Regions from separate parts of the Zea mays genome. Here regions 1 and 2 are each linked to region 3. Evidence: chromatin contacts called from public Hi-C data. All regions are on one chromosome and are shown on one strand. The core of a region is the stretch at or near the end of the contact, and the rest is flanking DNA. Distances in the headings are between cores, read along the strand shown. Region 1 holds the start of LOC100280182 (Putative DUF1296 domain containing family protein). Region 2 holds the start of LOC103635396 (PLASMODESMATA CALLOSE-BINDING PROTEIN 2). Region 3 holds the start of LOC103635383.

What was found. A called contact is a pair of places that touch in the nucleus more often than the background predicts.
Region 1: a contact with region 3 is called in a Hi-C map of endosperm, with 3 times the contacts expected there. The contact joins the promoter of LOC100280182 here to the promoter of LOC103635383 in region 3. A contact is called at or near these places in 5 of 25 Hi-C or Micro-C datasets (ear, endosperm, leaf and 2 more) and 1 of 3 datasets of contacts at active chromatin or transcription factors (leaf).
Region 2: a contact with region 3 is called in a Hi-C map of ear, with 2.8 times the contacts expected there. The contact joins the promoter of LOC103635396 here to the promoter of LOC103635383 in region 3. A contact is called at or near these places in 2 of 25 Hi-C or Micro-C datasets (ear and tassel).

Annotation. Positions count from the first base shown.
Region 1 is chr8:75,926,533-75,929,341 of Zm-B73-REFERENCE-NAM-5.0, forward strand. It overlaps LOC100280182 (Putative DUF1296 domain containing family protein), which reads left to right and starts at 1,430. Exons shown (of 10, transcript NM_001153114.1): 1 at 1,430-1,812. The coding sequence starts at 1,608.
Region 2 is chr8:76,028,663-76,031,596 of Zm-B73-REFERENCE-NAM-5.0, forward strand. It overlaps LOC103635396 (PLASMODESMATA CALLOSE-BINDING PROTEIN 2), which reads right to left and starts at 1,511. Exons shown (of 4, transcript XM_008657849.3): 1 at 1,221-1,511; 2 at 559-972; 3 at 451-481; 4 at 1-369. The coding sequence starts at 1,284. The coding sequence ends at 102.
Region 3 is chr8:75,654,415-75,657,275 of Zm-B73-REFERENCE-NAM-5.0, forward strand. It overlaps LOC103635383, which reads left to right and starts at 1,452. Exons shown (of 3, transcript XM_008657848.4): 1 at 1,452-2,861. The coding sequence starts at 1,640.

The sequences.
Region 1 (2,809 bases), core at 180-2,679, 270 kb after region 3:
GCATGCTCTCACTAGTTCAGTCAAGAATGCATCTTTGTGATCATCTTGAGCTAGTCCATAATCCCTTCTACAATTACAGATAGCTCTAACGAGGCATCCCTACATCCTAACAACAATCCACCTGATCTCCCTTTTGGTGGTAGAAAAATACATAACACTATAACAGTGCAAAACTAGCTCTTAGTTAAGAACTCGTTTTGATGCATATGTATTTATGTTAATTCTTGCGAAGTAGATCGAAGTAAAAATTAATATAAATTTTATCTCAAACTATTCAACCATATATAGATTAAGACAGATATAGCGACTATTTTAAAGCATAAATGTGTCATCACATGCAAAATTGAAAGGGAAACAGAGTTTAACCATTTTCTATATTAATTTTGGTGCTTGATGACCATCACAATCTTTTGAACTAACTAGTTTGCTTAGGGAGTGTTTGTTTGAGATTATAATCTGACTGGATCATATACTCTAACATTTCTAAATAACACTTAGTTCAAATTTTTAGATTATTTAATCAAGTCAAAATATAATTCCACAAACAAACCCTTAGTATTTGATTTACAGGTTCATAACTTCGACAATTCATATAATCATGCACCGTCGTAATGCACAAATATTGTGGTAGTATGTATATTAAGGGACTGATTGGTTGGATACAGAACCAATTATCCAGGCTAAGCATATGCAAATCCATACTTTTGGTGTCCTATACTGATCTACTGTATAACATATGACTATGACCTGACTCCAGATAAACGAAACCCACGTCCATTTTCTCGGGGCTAGGCTACTGCGAGCGCGCTCAGAGCAGGAGCAACAACTAAGGGTCTGTTTGGTTGAGCTGTGGCTTTGAAAAAAGCTGTTGTGGGCTGTGAGCTGTGAAAAAGGCTGTTGCGGGTGTGAGCTGTTAGAAAGCTAAAAACCGTTTGGTGAAAACCACTAAAAGCCGTTAAAAGTTCTTCGATATATGTTTTTACAGTTACATCGGAAAGCCACTAAAAGTAGATCTAGTGGTGCTTTAAGTTTTGAATTGCGAGAAAGTCAGCTTTTAGATTAAGCTGCATTCTGAATCCGACCCTTTGGTTTGACTTTTGGTTTTTAGAGGGCAAAAACCAAAGTTAAAAAGCCAAACCAAACACACAAGCTCAGGAAGCAAGTATTTGTATAAAGTAACCAAACATCTTTTTAATATAAACCACATGTTAGCTAGACAACTGCCCGGATGCACCAAGCCGCCAGCTCGCGCAACGCAACCCATATGACAGACGGAAGAGCAGGGTGCTCTTCAACTCTCTTTCTTTTTGCAGCGCAGGACAGGAAACCGCATCTCCCGTTCCCGGCCGTTTATTATTAGCTGAGCTCGTGCCTCGTACACGAGGCCGGCCCTCTCGCTCTCGGTGCGTGCGTGGCTGAGCCGCTGAGAGGCAATACGCGGTGCGTGGGGTGTGGGGAGCGAGGCGGCGGCGACGAGGGTTTTGCTGCTCCGCACACCGCGCGCAGCGGCGACGCGACCGCAGCTCGTCGCCGCCCCGGTTCGAGGAGGAGGAGGAGGAGCCGGCTGAGGCGCCTGTGGTGGCTGCTGCGGCGGGAGCGGGAGCGCCATGAGGGGCGGCGGCGGGAGGCAGCCTTCCTATGCGGCGTCGGACGGGGCGGATGCGGATGCGGCGGCGGTCCCGGCTGCTTCCAGGAAGATGGTGCAGAGCCTCAAGGGGATCCTGGCCGACCGCTCGGAGGGCGAGATCTACGCCACCCTCTGCGACTGCGGCATGGACCCCGACATAGCCGTAGAGAGGCTCATCTCCCAGGGTAAGGGTATATACACGCTGCCTGTCTCTCTCTCCTCGCTCTAGCTCTGTCCTCGCGGGCTCCAACTGTTTAGTGTGGACGTTGTCGTGCGATGCCCGTTAGGGTTTGATTTTCCCCACCTTAGCACGGTGATTTGGCGCCGCGCTGATATGCGCGGTCTGTGTCGTATAAGTCGTAACCCCCATTTTGGACGGTTGCTGTTGAATTGCTTGCCAATCCGGTCTGGTTCTGCGGATGCTGTACGTTGTGACTTGTATTTGCTTGCCAGTTTTAGGTTCAACGTGGCTGTGAAGCATGGTGGGTAGTTTTAAACTTTTTAATTCAGACTAGTTAGTTGCCCGTATATTGCTACGGTAGACTTTGTTCAAATGAGATATTTATTCAAACCTGATTATGTTTTTTATTTTCAATTTATTAGTATACCTATATGTTTACTATATCTCTCATTTGTATAGCACAAAACAGTTGTGAGCTGAAGTGGTTAAAGTTTCTTGCCTTGCATCAAGAAGTGCAGGGTTCAAACCTCTTCCATGGGGGACGATGCGTGAAAAATTCACACTTAAATATAGTAGAGAAGAGATAGAGATGAGAGAACACTTTTTTCTCAACGAGCAACTTTTTTTGTGCATTTACGGATGTGTTTTTTGCAACAGATTGTGCCACCCATATGGTGTAATAATAGAGATGAAGAGGGGGGGGGGGGGGGGGGGTCATTTCCCTACATAAGTCCTGATTACTATTCCATTGTAATTCAGCTGTGTTGCAGGATCATGATACCTGGTCCATATGTTGGATTGAATATCATATAGACTGAAACTGTTGCGCCTAGCATAAACATGCCTTTGTCTTCAGCATTAGGAGTTTAGGACGTGTTTAAGCTCACTCATGTATTGCTTACCATTTTCTTGTTACTGGGTTTGCTCTGTTTATAACTTGGCATAGACACATTATCTATTTTCTTAAAAAACTCGTCCGGGAGAGAAAGACCGCCCTTCCG
Region 2 (2,934 bases), core at 261-2,760, 370 kb after region 3:
TTTGTCTCGTCTCCACCTTCATGGCCTTCCAGGACATCACGGTCGGCACCTGAACGTGCGGCGGCGGCGGCTTGGAGCTATTGTTGCGTGCGTGTGCAGGTTCAGCCGCTCACCGTCAGTGACAGTGCCGCGGTCAGTAGGCACGTCGTCGCCAGCGACGCGACGGCCGCCGTCGCCGTCGTCTTGCGGCCGGGCAGCGCCCTCGCTGCGGCGCTGATGTTGTCGCCGTAGTCCGGCGGCGACATGTTCCCGTACAGCGGAGGAGAGTTGGCGTATCCGGCCGGCGGAGAGCTCCCGTACCCGGGGCCGGGCGGAGACCCGTTCGTTGGCGTCAGCGGAGTCGACGTGTTCAGGACCGAAGCGCCGGTGCTGTCAGTTCACCAGAAACAGCAGAGATCAGTATGTTTCCTGTATTTCTTGATCCTTTTAGCTTGAGCTGGTAGAGTTTACCTCGTTGATGGATACTGGCACGTCGAAGTGCCTGCGCATGCAGTTATTGGAAACGAATGAGTGAACATCTATCTATACATGCAGATCGCAGAACAAGAAAGAGCTTGCCTTGATGGTCTCGACCTCGACGTGTGGAGGAGAGCTTACTTGGGTCTGCGGTGGTGAGGGCGGCGGTGCCGCCAAAGTCGCAGCTGGTCTGCACGGGGTTCTTCTGGTAGTAGCTGTTGAAGGCGTAGGACGCGTGGTCGCGGACGGTGTCCGGGCTGAAGCAGCTCCCGCCCTGCTGGATCGCGGAGCAGTCCGCGCCGCCCTGCCCGCACGCGTAGTCCAGCGCCACCCGCAGCGCCGTCGCGCTCGCGCTGGGGCTCGCCACGCACCAGCTCCCGCCGGTGGCCGGCGACTGCGTCGTCGTCGCCGCCGCCGCCGCCGTCGGGTCCACCACCGGGACCGTGGCCAGGGGCGACGTCACGTCGCGCTCCAGCCGCTCTGCCGCCACGTCCGCTCCCTGCTCGCTTCCTCCCCCTGCAGACAGCGTGAAGCAGACCATCATCTTTCAGTTCAGCAGCGCCTGGATGAACGAAAGCTCTCCAGTATCTGGACGCTGCAGATTAGTAAGCAGTACGAACGAAAGCAGATTTTTGTCTGTTGCTGCGACCTACTGGGTACTGACATGACACACTCTCACTCTCTGCTCGTCAGCTTCAACAGCTGAACAAAGCGACGAAACGAAACTAGCAGGCAAAGACAGCAGAGTAGGTACAGTAACTCACCATGGCAGTGGCAGGCGAAGATGACAAGAAGAGACGCAAAGCCATGAACTGGCCTCAGAGGCATGGTCAGGACAGGAGGCGTGCAGTCTGGGCAGGGGAACAAGAGGAAACTTGGGCGTGCAGTGCAGGGTGCCTGGTGGTCAGGACAGGAGGCGGCGGTTGACACTGAACGCTAGTCATTCAGCGAGAGGAGTGGGAAAGTAAAAAGGAAAAAACAAGAGAAAAGAAAGTCTGTGATGCGATGTGGGGGGGTTCGTCTTCATGATGGCTTGTTAGCCGCCATGATGAGAAGCGGATTCCCGTTGAGTGCAGCCGGATTAGAGCGGCCATTTCCTTTTTACTTTTCCTCCGTTCCAGATTCGTGTGGGATGGAGTGGAATGTGATGCCCTCTTTCAGACAGACAGACGTCGAGCTCACCTTCTTTTACCTGTCGATCCATGCACCGGCCGGGCTGGTCTGGATGGATGGAGGAGATGTGCTTTCTAATGGCATCCCTTGTTACCGGTTCCGTTTGATTTTGTGGTAGACATGCATGTTGGCCATTTTTTTGGTTTAGCGTTGATTAATTCTATTCTGACCGGCCTGTCTATGTTCATGCTCTTAATTCTTCTTTGCGATTTCAGATATAACCTTTCGAAGATCATTAGTAGGGAATAAGCTGCTACAGCCTACAGTTGTAGCCTGTAGGTCGGTCGGTCGGTCTGATTGCAAATATTACCTTAGATAATGACAAGGATTCTTTCTGTTGGACCTAGCATGCATGTTAATGGCTTGTTCTTGCGCCGCCTAGTAGTCTACTAGTAGTAGAAGTTGAGAAGGAGAAGGAACGTGGACACCACTCTGAAGCCGGAGCATCCGTTGGGTTGGGTGGGTGGGCGAGCAGCAGATGCGGCGTTGCACTAGGCTGCAGGCGTAAAGGCCGGGAAGCTATCGGAGAACTGAAATTTAGACTCTGCAGGCGTAAACTGGCAAATTTAGACACGTTTGAATCATAAACAGTTTTCAAAAGCCATTTAAAAAAACTAGGCGATCAAGCAGGACCGGACACAGAACGGAGAGTTTGAAAATCCCGGTCCTCGTACAGACTCTAGAGGCAGACAAACATAAATTAACTAAACAAAAGCCGCCGTATCCTCCTCCCTGCTGTTCTAGGGATTGCTGCTAATTGCAACACTAATAACAGCAGCAAGACATGTAGGCGCCCAGCCAGGCTGAAGCTGCACAATGGATGCTTGTGGCCCGCGTCTGCGTCTTAATAATAGAAAAAGGTTTGTGCTGACTGCTTTACCGCCTCAAGTGGGGCAGATGACAGAAAAAAAGATAACAGGTTTGACACGATAACTACTAGGTGAAAAAAACATTTTAGATTAGATTTTTTTTGGTTTTTTAAGATATTGTTCAGATTTTAGTAGAGCTAAAATCTAATTTGGAAGCTCATAAGACATTTTCGTGAGGTCCAGATATTCTGCTTAGATTCTTCATAATAGTCCTTGTATATCTTTAGGGTTTCTTCTCAGCCTTAGAGACATTTTGCATGGTTTTTTAAACTAAAAACCATGAAAAGCTCTTCTAACTAGAGCAGGAAGATAGTTTAAACCTTTTTGGGATTTAAAAGGGTGGGTAAGATGTCTGGTTTTAACGTTTGATTGGAAAAAATAGATCATCATCATGATACTAATTTAGGGAGGCAAAAAATGGCTATTCAGGCTAGTG
Region 3 (2,861 bases), core at 202-2,701:
AACCTTGAAAAACTAGCAAGCGTTAGTGAGCAAGAGCTATGAAATTGAGGAAGTAAAGCAAATGGCACAAGCAATATATCAAAGATAGCTGGTGTGAGTTCTTATTTATATGCTCAGCACGCTCCAAATTGGGGGGCCCCGTCTGTCATTGACTGTTGCTATTCTAGCAAAGGGAAGGTGTTTTTTCGGCCTTTCGGCTTAAGGCCTTCGTCCATGTCGCAGTCAATTCGTTATCTTAAACAAATTAATACTGCGAGGGGCTACTATTGGCGGCATTCGTCCTCTGAAGGTCCTCAAAAACGTAATTTAACAATATCTTCCAAGTGTGACATATGAACAGGTACCTTCGGACTCGGGTTAAAAGCATATACAATGTAAAAAGCATGATCGTGACGAAGGTTGGAGTTGCTTCAAAGCTACGCGCAAGGGAGCTTCGGCTAAATAGCGGAAAAAGGAACCGACTTAAAGGGGAAAAGACTATCTAGTCCTCATAGATTTGTCTATAAGTCAATAGTAAATATAAAGGACATAAATTACATTCTCACAGGCTGCGTCCTGTGCCTATAAATAGACGAACAATACTCATGTACTGTTCACGCTGATTTGTATTCACTTGTGTGTTACTCTTGTACTTTTACCTTCTTTCAAGCCGAAGGTACATTTATAATTCAATATTGTTTTTACCTTTTTATGGTAATATGATGATGATGAATTAATAATATTATATGATTGTTTATGTTGTCTCTTATATTTCATATGTTTCTCTTTTCATTAACATATATCACAATCTATGAAGACATGTCTTTCAAAACCTTCGTCTAAAGATCATTATATTCTAAGGGAAATAATGCTTCGAATGACGAAGGACAATAACGTTTAACATTTTGTGTTGTCTTATTGTTAATTCATAGCATTTAAGAACAAGTGACCAACAAACATAAACACACAGGGACATTATTTGAGTGAGAAATTATATCTATACTGCTAGTCTGCCAGCTAGTCTGCTAGTACTTGCAAGCCAGGACGCAGGAGCAGAGGTGCTAGCCGTGTGGTGGAAGTGGAACCGGAGACAATTGCAAGCCAGCCAGCTAGAGCTAGGAGACAACCGCGAGAGGGACTGTCGTCTCGTCGTCAACCGAGGTCCGAGAGGGCGAGGCGGCTGTGGCTTAGCAGGCAGCACGCAGCAGCTGGGCAGGGGCAACTTGGGCCTTGCGGCTTAGCAGGCAGCACGCAGGTTTTGTGCGTTCAACTTGGGCCTTGGGCCGGAATCTGATCGCTGGAAGCCTAGAAGAGTGGAAGACAAGAACTAAAAGGTCCAGAACCGAATAGCCTAAACGGTATGAAAAAAACGGGATTTTTTCGAATCAAAACGGTAACCGCAAAAACGAAAAAAAAAACAGTCTGCTCGTTTTCGATACCGTTATCGAAGACAATCTAACCGTTTTCGTCCGGAAACCGAAACCCGAAATATACGAAAACGATCCGAAAAAACCGGTAGTCAGAACGGGACGGTACAGGATGGGATTTTTCGGTACCGTTTTCATCCCTAGCTCGAGCCAAGGAGTCCGGCGGAAGGCCGCCGGTGTGCGAAACAGCGTCAGCGTCGAGAGGAGAAAAAGTCACCGCGAGTCCAGGATCCATGCTGAGGCACTTGGTCCGGACGGGCCAGCTCGCCGACGCGAGGAGCCTATTCGACGCGATGCCGCGCCGCGACGAGGTCGCCTACGCGACTCTTCTCTCGGGCTATGCCGCGGCAGCTGACTTCCCGGGCGCTATGGCGCTCTTCTCCCGCTTCCGCGCCTCCTCCTCCCAGCCACACGACGCCGCGGATCCGTTCATCCTCAGCCCCGTCCTCAAGGCGTGCGCTTCCGCTGCCGCCAGCGCAGGGCTCCTCCCCCTCCCTCACGCCGCCGCGGCGGCCGCTCTGCACGCGTTCGCCGTCCGCTCCTCCTCCCTGCCGTCCGTGTTCGTCTCCACGGCGCTCGCGGACGCCTACGCCAAGGCCGGCCGCCTCGACCTGGCGCTGCAGGTGCTCGACGAAATGCCCAGCAGGAACGTGGTCTCGTGGACCACGCTCGTCGCCTCGCTGGCGCGTGCTGGCCGGCGGCACGACGCGCTCCGCCGCTTCGCCGAGATGCGGGCCTCCGGCGTGGCCTGCGACTCCCACGCCTGCTCGGCGGCTCTCACGGCGTGCGCCGACGCGGGGCTGCTGCCACGCGGCCGCGAGGTGCACGCGCTCTGCGCCAAGCTCGGCCTCGACGCCGTGCCCTTCGTCGCCAACGCGCTCGCGGCGCTGTACGCGCGGTGCGGCGATGTCGACCGCGCGCTGGCCGCGGTCGGCCGCATGGGCTCGCACGACGTTGCCGTGTGCACAACGCTGATCGCATCCTACGTCCAGACCGGCCGCACGGAGGAAGCCATCGAGGCGTTTGTGAGAATGCTTCGCGATGAGTCGTCAAATTCTGCTTCACCAAATGAGTATACGTTCTCTGCCGTAATTGCCGCGTGTCCAAATATGGATCGTGCATATCTTGGAGAGCAGTTACATGCACAAGCTGCACGGAGAGGGCTATCTCATGCCCGCTCTGTGGCCAATTCCCTTGTCAAACTCTATTCCCGCCGTGGCCATCTTTCAGCTGCTGATGCTATCTTCCGGGAGAGTGTCGTCAAGGATGTTGTCTCCTGGAGCACAATTATATCAGGATACACACAAGAAGGCCTCGCCGAGGAGTCTTTTGCCTTGTTCTCAGAAATGCGGCATCACAGTAGCTGCCCTCGGCCGAATGAGTTTACTCTTGCCAGTCTCTTCAGTGTGTGTGCAAGTGCTGCGTCGCTGGATACTGGACGCCAGCTGCATGCAC